3 separate regions of the Mus musculus genome follow, and all the other regions are linked to region 2. A link is a contact called in public Hi-C and HiChIP or PLAC-seq data. All regions are on one chromosome and are shown on one strand. Each heading gives the region's core, a stretch centred on a gene start, on an enhancer-like site or on the middle of the called end of the contact. The rest is flanking DNA. Distances are from core to core; before and after follow the strand shown. Region 1 has its middle 4.7 kb from the start of Gm5420. Region 2 has its middle 66 kb from the start of Aldh8a1. Region 3 has its middle 22 kb from the start of Gm5420.

Evidence for each region. Hi-C and Micro-C count contacts between places; a contact is called where the count stands out from the background. HiChIP or PLAC-seq counts read pairs in DNA pulled down with a chosen protein or histone mark.
Region 1: a contact with region 2 is called in a Hi-C map of liver, with 2.6 times the contacts expected there. The contact joins two enhancer-like sites. A contact is called at or near these places in 2 of 39 promoter capture datasets (the HPC-7 cell line and cranial neural crest), 2 of 484 Hi-C or Micro-C datasets (bone marrow-derived macrophages and liver), 1 of 115 datasets of contacts at active chromatin or transcription factors (embryonic stem cells) and 1 of 9 other capture datasets (embryonic stem cells).
Region 3: a contact with region 2 is called in an H3K27ac HiChIP or PLAC-seq map of hepatocytes, with 3 times the contacts expected there. The contact joins two enhancer-like sites. A contact is called at or near these places in 1 of 484 Hi-C or Micro-C datasets (bone marrow-derived macrophages), 1 of 115 datasets of contacts at active chromatin or transcription factors (hepatocytes) and 1 of 9 other capture datasets (embryonic stem cells).

Annotation. Positions count from the first base shown.
Region 1 is chr10:21,684,093-21,688,244 of GRCm38.p6, forward strand. No RefSeq gene overlaps it. Among named protein-coding and RNA genes, the nearest start is that of Gm5420, 4.7 kb to the right of the region's middle. Within about 2 kb of position 1,554, at least 98 of the 459 cell types and tissues checked have an H3K27ac peak or open chromatin away from gene starts, as enhancers often do. A contact at or near this core is called in liver, where this site is marked.
Region 2 is chr10:21,441,572-21,445,736 of GRCm38.p6, forward strand. No RefSeq gene overlaps it. Among named protein-coding and RNA genes, the nearest start is that of Aldh8a1, 66 kb to the left of the region's middle. Within about 2 kb of position 2,885, at least 23 of the 459 cell types and tissues checked have an H3K27ac peak or open chromatin away from gene starts, as enhancers often do. A contact at or near this core is called in hepatocytes and liver, where this site is marked.
Region 3 is chr10:21,666,221-21,670,510 of GRCm38.p6, forward strand. No RefSeq gene overlaps it. Among named protein-coding and RNA genes, the nearest start is that of Gm5420, 22 kb to the right of the region's middle. Within about 2 kb of position 2,946, at least 47 of the 459 cell types and tissues checked have an H3K27ac peak or open chromatin away from gene starts, as enhancers often do. A contact at or near this core is called in hepatocytes, where this site is marked.

The sequences.
Region 1 (4,152 bases), core at 304-2,803, 240 kb after region 2:
ACCTGAAAGGTTTTTTTCTTCTTACCTACAAAGCATTGATTCTATAGTGTGTGTGTGTGTGTGTGTGTGTGTGTGTGTGTGTATGTCCCACACTGGGGAGATTATCAAAAGAGATGTTTTTGGAAACATGCTACTTCTTAATAAATAAATATTTAACACTATGAAAATATATTCACAGTAGGAGTGTATTATTTATCAACCAATTCCTAGTGAGACTAAATTTTGTTTAGCTTTAAGATTTCTTTCTCTTTTTTTTTTTATACTGTTCAAAGAATTTGAATTTGCTTTAAAGTGTAAAAATGTGCTGCAGGCAGAAGGCAGTGTGAAATGTTCTTGCATGATAATGAAGAGAAAAACTCAAAAACTTGCTCTCCAGCTCGCCTGTGCCGATGCTCTGAGGTAAATGACTGCAGGGCTTTCAGAATCCACCGTCCTGGGACCGCCCTTTCCTAGGCAAAGCATCCTCCTCCTTCATGCAGTCAGAGGCATTTCCCTTTTGTTTCTGGTCCATTCTCTCAGAGAAAACTGACAACCACCGATAGATAACCTCTTTATTCACCAATTTCCTTAGAAAATGATAAGAAGGGGGTCCTGTCTAGGAAGACAGAGGTGAGTGTATGTGCCAAGCTCCAGCGGGATCGGAAGAGAATTCACCATGGAGGACAGCTACCAGGAAAGCAGCCATGTCTGAGACTGATGGGAGGGTGGTGCTCAGATCAGCCCTTCCTATCTCAGACCCACACATGATTTCCCGATGAAGACATTTGTCCACCCAGCATCGCTGGTGTCTCTAACCATTCCTACCACAGAACAACAGCTGTCAACACCTGCCCCAGACACAGAAGCCAGGAGAGACTGCAAGTGGGAAAGGGACTGCAATACAAAAACAACTCTGTCCTCTTAGGGACAAAATTGCTCCTATCCATTGCTGACTATGTATCATCTTTGACAAGGACTTAACTATGTAACTTCTAATGAATATGATCACTTAATTAAGGAAGCAAGTTGTCACGTGGCTCTTCAGACACCTGGTTCTATGCCAAAAGGAGTCTGGTGGCTTTTCTTTACTAGGGCATTTGAAGTTTAAAATTTCAAATGAGGTTGATGTGGAGAATCAGTGCATGTTAGGGTCACAATAGACAAAGACCTGAATGACTGGACAAAGGAGGGAGGGGCATAAGAGAACGGAAAATTTTAGGGGACTTTTCCACTCATGGGCAGCATACACCCTCATGCAAACAAAGCCTTGAGGCTAAGACCATATTTTTTTTTTAAAGTGATGAAAGATTTGCTAAGGCCTGGGAGGGGGTGAACAATGGCTCTTTTTTAAAATCCTCCAAAATTCAGTCCGACATGCTAGCAGTTGCAGGGGAAAGCCTTTTGTTTCTGTTTCCAAAATGTGAGTTTCCTTCCTGGAGCCCAGAAAGTTTGAGCTGCTGTCTGTCAGAGGCCAGAGAGCTTAACTGTCAGCCTCTCTGCCCTGACATCTGTCCTTGTCCTGAGTCCCTCACGCTGTTAACCAGCCACCTCTGACAGGAGACACTTGGCTCCGCTAGTCAGAGAGAAGCCACCAGGCGGGTTCTGGAACTCTTAGTTTGCTGGGTGTCGCTCAGTAGCAGCCTCCAGTGAGCTGCTCTCCACGGTGGTCTGTACCCGAGTGGGGATGACAAGGACTCCTGACCACACGAGTCTTTGCCACCTGTGTCTTCTTCCCTTCTTCCTCCACGGATTGTTAGAACCACTTAAAAGCAAAACACCAAAAAAAATACCCCTGGTATCTTTAGCTGCTCCAGCTCACTGTGTTCAGATGCAGTTGCTAAGCTCTGTTGGATAAAACTTAGTACTTAGAGAAAAGTCCACACGGAGTTTTGTTGTGGTGGTGGTGTATTGTGTTGTGTGTTTAATTCAGCTGTGGATAATAGAACAGGTTGCCTTTTAAAAAATGCTGTACCCCATCTCCTCCTCCTTTCTCTATCTGACTTCCAACTGCCAGCCAGTCTGGGAACAGCTCGAAGCTCACTGTGGTCATATGCTATACTGTACTTTGGTGCTTAACAACCTTCATCGAGCTGTCACAAACGGATGATCTCATCGGTCCTCAGATGACCCTGAGATGTGGATAGGGTTGCTGGATTCTTTATCACGGGTTCCCACATGAAGAAAGGAGAGTAAATAAATTATATAACACAGCCAAGGTCACTGTGGCAGTGGTGCAACTGGATTCCAACAGAAGCATTCAACTTCCGGGCTGGCCCCCTGGTTTGTTTACCTTTCCACCTTTGTCGATGGGGCCGATCCAACCCTGTTCAGGAAGGTTATGTGCCTCCTTTGAATTCACCGTTTCTCATGGTAAAGGTTAGCAAGAGTGTAGCCACAGTTCTCTGGTCTCAGTACCTACACACATTTGAGAGGTGACAATTTTTTCTGTTTCTATGTTCTGTTTTCATGCTGGCTTATTATTGTCTTTCCTAGCAGGGATTTTCTATTTAAAAGTCATAATGGGAGCAATTTCTTTTATCTCCTTATTTTCTCTCTTCTGTGTTTTCCCTTCCTTTGTCTTTCTTCTCACACTTCCTCTTTGCTTCCTTTTTCTCTCTGCCTGCCTTTTTCCTGCTTCGTGTGTGTGTGTGTGTGTGTGTGTGTGTGTGTGTGTGTGTGTGAGAACATCTCTATGTGAGTATGTGTTATGTGTGTGAGTGTGTGTATGTGTGTATGTGTGTCCGAGTGTCTATGTGAGAATGTATATGTGACTGTGTGTGAGTTGTGTGTATGTGAGTGTATGTGAGTGAGCATGTGAGTGGGTGTGTGAGTTTGTGTGTGTGTGTTGTGTAATTGTGTGTGAGTAAGTGAGTGGGTTGTGACTCTGTGTGTGTGTGTGTGTGCTGCTAATTATGTACTATAATTTCTGGCTAAGGTATAAGTGTTGAGGCCATACGATTTCACAGGCTGTTATTTTGTCAGTGAATTTTTTTAAGTAATAATTTTCTACATGAGTGAAGAGTAGACAATATTTACACTAATCAAAGAACACATATGGTTAAAAAAAATGAAGACAATATAACTTGCAGATTTCTTCAATGGGCAGTGCCACTTGTTCCTTGTCTTCTCAAATGAAGAATTCCATGGAGGGACACGGGCAGTTTAACCACAGGTAGATTTAGCAAAGCAAAGAGGGATGGAGTGGGCTGTTCCAAAGGGGCTTAGAAGGCTGGTGGATTCTGTATGCTGATTTAAGAGGAACGTATGAATATTTATGGATGGATGGCATATTTATGAAGGCGAGGCCAACTTTCTCCTGTCCAAGTTAGGGTAGACTAGATCTCTTATCTAGGGTATTTCTTTTGTAATTCTCTTTAGATATCTATGGGAGGTGGTGGGTGTGGGCCGGTGTTTCAAAGGCATGTAGAGGTGATTGCATAATACAGTCAGTCACAGAATGTGTCATATTGATGGTGTTTGTTGATAAGTCATGTATGGCAGGTTGTTGGCTCGCCTTCCCCCCCCCCAAAAAAAAAAACAATAATAAGAGAGAAGAGATAAGGGGCATTGCAGTGTTGTTTCTCTTTTTATGCTTGTCAGGTTGGGTGCCAGAGGTGAAGCGGGTGGTTAGATAGCAGCTGCACCCTAGAAGCCATGGGTCATGTGATCCGAGCGCAGCTACATACACCAATCATTTCTACTTCTGTACTTTTATCAACGGAATTACAGCAACCTATGTTTTCAGTAAACTTTAACTGCGGGTTTCATTTCACATTTTAAAAATCGTTATTAAAGCATCAGCCTGCTGAAATGATTACACAAGCCTAGAACGGTGCTTCGGGGAGGAGAGATGCGGCTTCTCCGCAGGAGCGAGCAGGGTTTTCAAAGGAAGAGTGGAGGGGAAAGGGCATCGGGGTTTCTTCCACTTTAATATGAAAATCATGAGCATTCATAGGAGTGCTGTCGACTACCTATTAGAAAATGCATGCAGCATGAATAATCTACAGAGCTGACTGCTTTACAGAGATGCTTTTAAAAAAAGAGGGGTTGCTTTTTGCGACCCAGGAGATTTTTGTTGTTTTGTTTTACACCCCAGGTTGTTCTAGAGGGGAGGGGAGTATATGCTTACTATTCAGAAATGAGCCCTCACTGTGAAGTTGGCAAGAGAAAGGA
Region 2 (4,165 bases), core at 1,635-4,134:
TACCACAAATCCTGCTTCCCTGTGACGTATGTGAACCCACCACTAGCCCCACAGGGAACCCCTGAGATTTCCTTCCTGTGGTCATGAATCTAGGGTTAGAGTGCACACCCGGTACGTATTGAGATACAAATTTAAGAACACAAGCAAGAAAGTTGAGATTTTAAATTTTGAGCATTTGTAGTGAGAGAGTGTCTATAAGCGTAGGAATTCTGTTCCCTGTAAATAAAGTGAGAGCACTTAGCCCAGGCCACCGAGAGAGCTGTTTGTTTAGCTTCAACTCTACATGGCCTTGTGATGACATCGTGTGTACCCTGTTACCTTACCTCATGATGACTTTTTTTTTCATCAGCTCCTGCAAAATATTTTGGCTACAATGAAAGCTGATGTCTCTCACTTTGTTCACATGGATTGGGAAACAAACTCCAGTTTAAAAAAAAAAAAAAGTCCCAATGATAGAAAGGGAACCTGGGTGATTTGATCTCATCGGTTCTGTTGGTGCAGATCACCCTTTGTAAGCTGGAAATGCAATCTGTGTTGATTCACAAAAGGGAGTCCAAATATGCATGTATGTAAACTGCTCGATTTGTAGGCCCATTCTTGAATTTTTCTCTGTGTGTTGTAACCTAATTTCTCTGAAGCTATGAAACAGGACACTGCCCAGCCTTATGAGTGGTTATAGTTTGCCAATGGGATCTCAATATTCCTTTCAGACAGGGCCACAGAGTAATGTAACCTCTCCAGAGTGTCCAGAGACCATGAAGTCCTTTGGTTAAAAAAGACTGACCTAGAAGAAAGAAATCCCACTGGTTCTGAGGATGCCTGTAACCCTAGAAACCACAGGGCAGTGGAGTCCTCACCATCAGCCAGTGGCCGAGTCCACTCATAACAAAACAACCTTCTCCAGGGCCAGTGTGTGACCCACAAAAATGCCCCACGTTATAATCAGCCTCTCTCACTCAGGTACGAGCGGTAAACAGCGCCTGTTTATTTCTCTGCTGGTTGTTCCTCTGGGCTGCTCAAAGATTGGGCCAGCTTAAGATTGAGGCTTCGCACCTTCAAGGGGATGTGGCTTTCCTAGAGAGGCATCAGGACACCCCTGCCCCTGTGACTGACAGCAAGGGGGACAGCACATTGTTTTTCTTTAGGACGTTGCTTCATTAAAAATGCTTCCTATTTTATCATACTTACAAGTGGCTAGCAATCCGTGCCTTTCTGGAAATTCTATCTAATTCTCAAGCTAGAGGAACAGGGGCCATGACTTGTTTTCTACTTCTTGGAATTCATCCTGACTCTGGGAGAGGTCAAGGCTGTGTCAGAACTAGTATCAGCTCATTGGTGAAACTAGATGTCAGTGAAGTCTTAGAACTGGGAGTGCCGCTATCTTACAATGGAAGTGGAGAAAGACCAAGCTGACATTTATCTAAGGTACAAAGAGACGGAATGATTGAGCCATGGTTTGCTTTAGGTATTTTGAGTCCCAGATCCACTGCCCTCTTTATTATATACTTCTGAATAAAATTATTTAGTTCCATAATTTACCACGGAAATATCTATAAAACAAATTTTCATAGTAAATTATGCTTAGGTGCCCCAAAGCTTCAGTTGCGTAATGTAATTGGATGCAGCATGTTTTCCATGAACCCTAGTGCTTTTCCCTAACACTAGATCTGGAGTTGCCTACGGTGTCTACAGTGCTATGTTGCTCCTGCCTGCTCTCTGTAGCTCACTGGCCGTGGGCTGTTACTGTTTTTAATTCCTAGCTGGACCCGTAGCTGTGGCCAATTGCCCTCCACTCAGTGATCTCCAGGACTACGTGCCAGAAGATGGCAAGATTCTGAGACTCTTAGAAGCATACCGGTCTTTCTTCTCAAATCAGGAACGAAATTGAAATGGCTTTCACGCCACATGACTTCTTCCTCTCTAAGCCATATTTGGTTTTTCTTTCTAGAAGTAATTCAATGGCACTCTCCTGATCAAAAGATGGCCTGACTGTGTTTAAAAGCAAGGCTCGCTACTGTTAGGCTGTAAACACGTGGAGAGTCTTAGCCTGGGACTACCCCGTGTTTGAAGAAACATTTCTTATTTCTATCCGAAGGCCCCTCCTGAAGGTCAGAGCTGAAGGAATTCATGTCCTAGCAGGGGACATAATTAGCCAGTAATGAGAGGCTGTCCTGAGGGGCGTCCTGAAACCTCTGTGGAAGTGTTGTGGGACAGACGGCCTGTTGTAATCCGTGGGATGGAAATGAGCTTCAGTGCTTAAAATGTTTCATAACTCCAAATCAGGCTGAGCCTCCTCCTGTCAGCCCACTGAGAGGCTGTGCCTGTGAGGGGAAGCGGCTGATGCTGTGGTCTTCTGGGGGAGGGGTGGTGGAGCCTGCTTTGTGCCTTGTAAAATATAAAGGCTTTCTGGTTCCATTCCATCTTCTTAAAAGGAAAAGCTACATGTTATATTATTCCGTTTGTATGAAAGGTTGCAAATAAATGAGTCTCTGGAGACATGGAAGCCTAAGCTGGTGGGTGTGTGCACAGGGAGGAGAGGGGTAAGGCTTCTTGAATGTTTGGGAAGGTAAAAATGGCAGCTTTTGCTTCCTGTACGCCAGCCTCTGCTGGTGTGCCCACCCATGCAGCCCTTGCTCCCTCTCCTGAAGTGAGTGCTAGCACACTCTTCCAGCTTACAGACAAGGGACCCGAGGCTCAGAGGAGGATCCAGGACTAGTTCCTTCATGGTCACACAGCTGGGATCCCTGCCTCACCATCTTGCTTTAGCATTGATACATAGACTGCAGGGCTTGGCTCTTTCTGCATTCAACTAAGGTCATTACAGTTTGGCCACCCAAAACACAGTGGTGAGAGGTCATGTTGGTGGAGGAGCTGAGGGTGGCCCAATCTAAATGTTGGCATAGGCTGGGTCTGCAGCAAAGGTTATCTGTACAAACAGATTAGCTCTCCTGGCTGTCATGCCAGTGGTGTGGCTGACGTCAATATCAACCTACACGGGCTTCTGTTTGCTTTGAGCTGGGGCCCACAGGCATCTCTCACCGTAGATTGGTCTGTGTGGTAGAGCTCTCCCACCGGAGACACCTGGAGTGGTCCTCGCAGCTGGAGCAGGCAAGCTAGCACGGCCCTCATTTCTGATGCAATATTGGCAAGCTGTCTCTGTACCGTGACCTCGACGATCAATGTGTGCACACACCACCCACATCAGTCCTTTGTAAGAAGCAAACAGCATTCATATTGCTTTATTGTTTTTAAATCATATACATTGATTTCTCAATGAAAGAAAGTGAGTCCCCTTAGGGATTTAGAATAACTTTCGTTTTGAGTTAACAATATATAGAAACAACAGTTTTCTATTTTGCCGACTACTTCAAAATAGATATTTCCAGTGTTCTAATTTTCCTCTTTATTTTTTCATATGTAGTTTTAAGTTCATAACCTTGACTCTGCAATCCTGCTGGACTTGGGGGGTGGGAAATGAGGAAAATATGAAAGCCAAAGACTGTCAGGGAAAAGCAGAGATTCCAGGAGCTTGTGAGCAGACGGGGTGGGGGCACTTTCCAGAGCTACAGAAAGAATGGCGGGTAAGATCCTGCAGGTCAAAAGGGTTAGAACTGTCCACTGTCAGCAATGGGTATTTTCTTCCAGATCTTGCCCTCCCTAGATCCCAAACACTCCATGGATTCCACAATGATGCACTCCCACTTCTTTCACCTTCCCAAAGACCAGCCACAGTCTTAGCAGTGAACAACAGAACCATTTGTGTTTGCATCAGTGTTTGCCATGGACAAGACCTGTATGCTGCAGGATGAAACTCTCATCTTTAGATTTCTTCTTGCAAAGTGACCTGCCACCAGTGCCATTATGCTGTGTGGAGTCATGACCCTGGCACATGGATCCTGGAACAACTGTGTGACAGAAGGAAACTTTAGATACGAATCCTTTCTCTGCAGGGCTCAGAACACCAAAGTTTTCTGCTGTCTTTGGAATTTAGTCTGCAAACGGCTCAAAGAAGATCCATCTCAAGGGCTTATCAATCATTGTGATGTCGAAGAACTCGGTGGGATGGCCAGGGCTGCAGCAAGGGCAACAGGGGAAGGCACCTCCTGCCCTAGCTTTTCTTGATGACTTTGTGTCTTTCAAATAAACGAAACTCATGGCTATGCTC
Region 3 (4,290 bases), core at 1,696-4,195, 220 kb after region 2:
GTCCTTGCTGCGAATTCTTCATATGACTATAGATAACACTGCCACTACTGCCTGGTTTCTCTGCACATCCTTTAACCCTTTGAGCCCTTGCTGCATATAATTTACTCTGATGATTCCTTTCCAGATCTTCTGTACCGCTCTATTTTCTGATCTGCAATTCCAGTGTTAATAATTGATTTTTGGTGTGTGCCCACATGTGCATGCATGTGTCCCCCCCCCCACACACACACACTTTATTCAGCTTTAAAGAAAATGAAATCCTGAAAGCTGCAGGAAAATTGAAGTGGAATATATTATACTAAGTGAGGTTACTCTGCTGGCTAGTTTCATGTCAACTTGACACAAGCGAAAGTCATCCGAGAGGAGGGAACTTACTTCAGTTAAGAAAATGTCTCCATCAGATAGGGCTGTAGGCAAGCCTGGAAGCGTTTTTCTTAATTAGTGATTGATGTGGGAGGGCCCAGTGCATTGTGGGTGGTGCCATCCCTGGGCTGGTGGTCCTGGGGTCTATATGAAAGTAGGCTGAGCAAGCCATGAGGAGTAAGACAGTAAGCAGCACCCGTCCATGGCCTCCGCATCAGCTCCTGCCTCCAGGTCCTTGCCCTGCTTGAGTTCCTGCCCCAAGCTCCTTCACTAATGAACAGCAATATGGAAACGTAAGGCAAATAAACCCTTTCATCCTGAACTTGCTTTTGGTCGTGGTGTTTCATCACAGCAAGAGAAACTCTAACTTAGACAGGCTCAGAAAGAAAAATGCATGCTCTTCCTGGTGTGTGGCTCATAGCCTCTGGCTGCTGAATATGTATATTGAGTTAGGAATAAGTGTGAGCAGAGGCCAGGAAACAAGAAAGGGGCTCACAAGACAGAGTTAAAAGAAGCTGTTGGGTCTGAAGACAGCTACAGTGTACTCATATAAATAAAAAAATAAATCTAAAGAAAAAGAAAAAAAAGAAAGAATGGAGGCCACACGTGGTAGTGAGCTCCTTAAAACCCAGGTCACAGGAAATCCTTCAAAAATGACCAAGAGAGGGTCTGAAAGCTGTGCGTTCACATGTGTGAGTGTGAGGGTTCAATGTTGGGGACAGAGTCCACAGCTTCTTATATTCCGGCGAGTTTTATGTTAACCTTTAAACCCTTTATTTTTTAAAATACTCATGAGTTCACTACCTTTCTCAGGTTAGGTACAGGAAGATACATCATACCCTAAAGATTCCTTTTTACTTTATTTTATCCATGTCAATGTTGGCCTGTATGTATGTATGCATGTATGTGCATTACATGCACGCCTTGTGTACTCAGAGACCAGGAGAAGACATCAGATCCCATGGACAAGCATGGTTGTGAGCTGCCATGTGGTGACAGGAACTCAGTTTGGAAGAGGGAAAAGGGCTCTTACAACTCAGCCATTTCTTCATTCCTCCTTTATGTCTTTTACTTGGTTTTCTTTATTAAAAGTGGAGGTGGGGTGACCTGATCTGGTATTAGATGAGGGAAAAGGACTGAAGCCTTGAGGGCCAGCAGAAAGAATGGAAACAGGAGATAGGAGGTTGGGGGTGGGGGGGGCTCCAGAATGTACCAGAGACCTGGCAGGTGAAAGACTTTCAGGACTCAAAGGGAGGGACTTTTGATGAAATGCCCGATAGTAGGGAGAGGGAACTTATAGAGCCCACCTCCAGCAGGAAGACAGGGCATCAAGTGAGGGAGGGGGTTGCCATCCCACAGTCACAACTCTGACCCATAATTGTTTCTGTCTAAAAGAATTGCAGGAATGGAAATGGAGAGGAACCTGAGGAAAAGAAGGTCCAGTGACAGGCCCAAAGTGGGACCCAGCCCAAGGGGAGATCCCAAGACCTGACACTATTACTGAGACTATGGAGCGCTCACAAAAAGGGACCTAGCATGACCACACTCCTGAAGACCCAACAAGCAGCTGAAAGAGTCAGATGTAGATATTTGCACCCAACCAATGGACAGAAGCTGCTGACCCCTGTGGTTGAATTAGGGAAAGGCTGAAAGAAGCTGAGGAGAAGGGTGATCCTGTAGTAGGACCAGCTCAATTAATCTGGACCCCTGAGATCTCTCCAACACTGCACCACCAACCAGGCAGCATACACCAGCTCATAGGAGGCCCCCAACACACATACAGTAGAGGACTGTTGGGTCTGTGTTCACTCAGAGATGATGCACCTAACCCTCAAGAGACTGGAGGCTCCAGGGAGTTTAGAGGCCAGGTGGGGACATCCACGTGGAGACAGAGGATGGGGAGGAGGTGTGGAATGTGGAGCAGTAGGAGGGTAGACAGGGGGAAACGGGGGAAGGGGAGAATAAAGTATGGAGTGTAAAAAAATTAATTAATTTAAAAATATTTTACTTGACTAAATTTGCATCGATATAACTCTTGAAGCGTTTTTCAGATCCATCGCTTTGTTACCTTCTAGTTCCTGTGTGCACATGTGTGTATTTTGTTGCATATATACATAACATGTATTTTTTTTTGAAGCAGCATCTCATCTAGTCTGTGTGAACCTCAAGCATGTTATACATCAGAGGATAACCTTGAACTCCTGGTCCTCCCAATGTTGAGATAGTAGGCATGGCCAGATATTTATATATCTGATTAATTTTTAGTTTTCATTTTCTGCGTTTACTTCCTGTAGGACGTCTTAGTTTGACCTAAGAAGGAAACATTGGCATAAAGGACCCGCGTTCTGAACTACTGTAAACGCCGTTTCTCTGGCTTTACATTTGTTTAGTTCGTGGGTGGGAGGTAATGGGCAAACAAACAAACATCCTGATGTTGCCAAGAAAACGGTGGATTTCCAAGTATCTGACGCACACATAAACACGTGTCCGTTTTTTCCTGTTTTAGGCATCACAATAGAAACGCCTGGCTCCAGGGAGGCTGCGGCACTGACTGGTGTGTGCCTGAAGCCCGCTTCTGCACAGGAAGTGACCGCGGGTGGTCCCAAGCCTGCCTTGCTCTCTTTCCTGAAACAGATCAGATGCTCTCCAGCAGATTCCTCTCTGTTTCCTCCTCTATAGGCGGAGGAGGAGCGAGCGAGTCGTCCTGTCTGCCCCTCTATGCAGAAGGTGAAGCAGAGGTGAGCATATTTTCCTTTTTCCAGCATTTTCCTTTTCCCACGGCGGCCACGATAGTTTCCACAAGTGGTTTTTTTAGTGAGCGGAAAATACACTTTAAAATCCTGTAACAAATTTTTCAAAACTCAGCGCATGGCAAAATCCTAGCCAGCTGTGACCTTTCTCACTATCCCCCACATGCCTCAACCTTTCTTTCTACCTCACTGGATATTTTATTCTGGTAATCCATGGTCTAAGGTGGAATGGATAAAAGGAAAAGTCTGGTTCAGACTTCAGAATCAGAATGCCAACGTAAACAAGAAAAAGTCAGAGAACTTTGAATAATCAAGCCCTTTAGCTCAAGTTTAACCCACGCCAAATGTCAATGAAGATGAAGGCCACAAGATGAACTTGTTCGTGTTGCTGAGAACTACAGTGTCCTTTGTTTCCTTCCCTTAGCCCGATGTGAATGGACGGCTGCTGCCCGTAAGTGAATTCTATATTCTAAAAGACGTCGGAATGCTCCCCAGCCCCAAGAACAATAAGCCACGGACAGGAAATGAAATATGAAGCAAAGCCAAAACCCTTACTACAGCTTTGTTTTATTAAGCTCTGTGCTCATGAGATACTGTCAGCCACGATGAAATGTGACTTTTCTAAACGTTATCATTTAATGACGCAGAGGATGCAAAAATAAAACAAGCCATGCCCAGATGCTGATGGCAGAACAAGTGGAAGTGGGCATTATAGCTACATTGACGTGATGACATTTCCATACTCAGTGCCGAAAGCTGGCCAGCTCTCAGGGTTCTTTTTAGAGACTTTCAAGGCCAGCTCCTATGACCACAGAAGTAGATCACTTATCTGTCTGTAGGTGAAACTGTCATCCAATAACAATCCAAAACTTCATCTGAACACACTGATTTAGTTCTCATTATCATTAACTAAAAACAGTATGAGGATGTTAAACATTGAAGGATATAGAGTTAGGAGTCCCAAGAGAGCCTAGGCAGTCAGTAACAGTGTAGCAGTGAAAATGAAACTCCCTGTGTAAGAACAAGGCCTTTCCACTCCAGACCACGGCACTCTGTCTGCACAGAGGCTCCAAGTGGAAAAGTACTGAACTTGCCCGCTTGATAGTTCATCTTCCAAACCACGGTCTAGAACCTGATGGGGGCCGTTTATGTGAGAGGCCACAGTGACTAACCCACG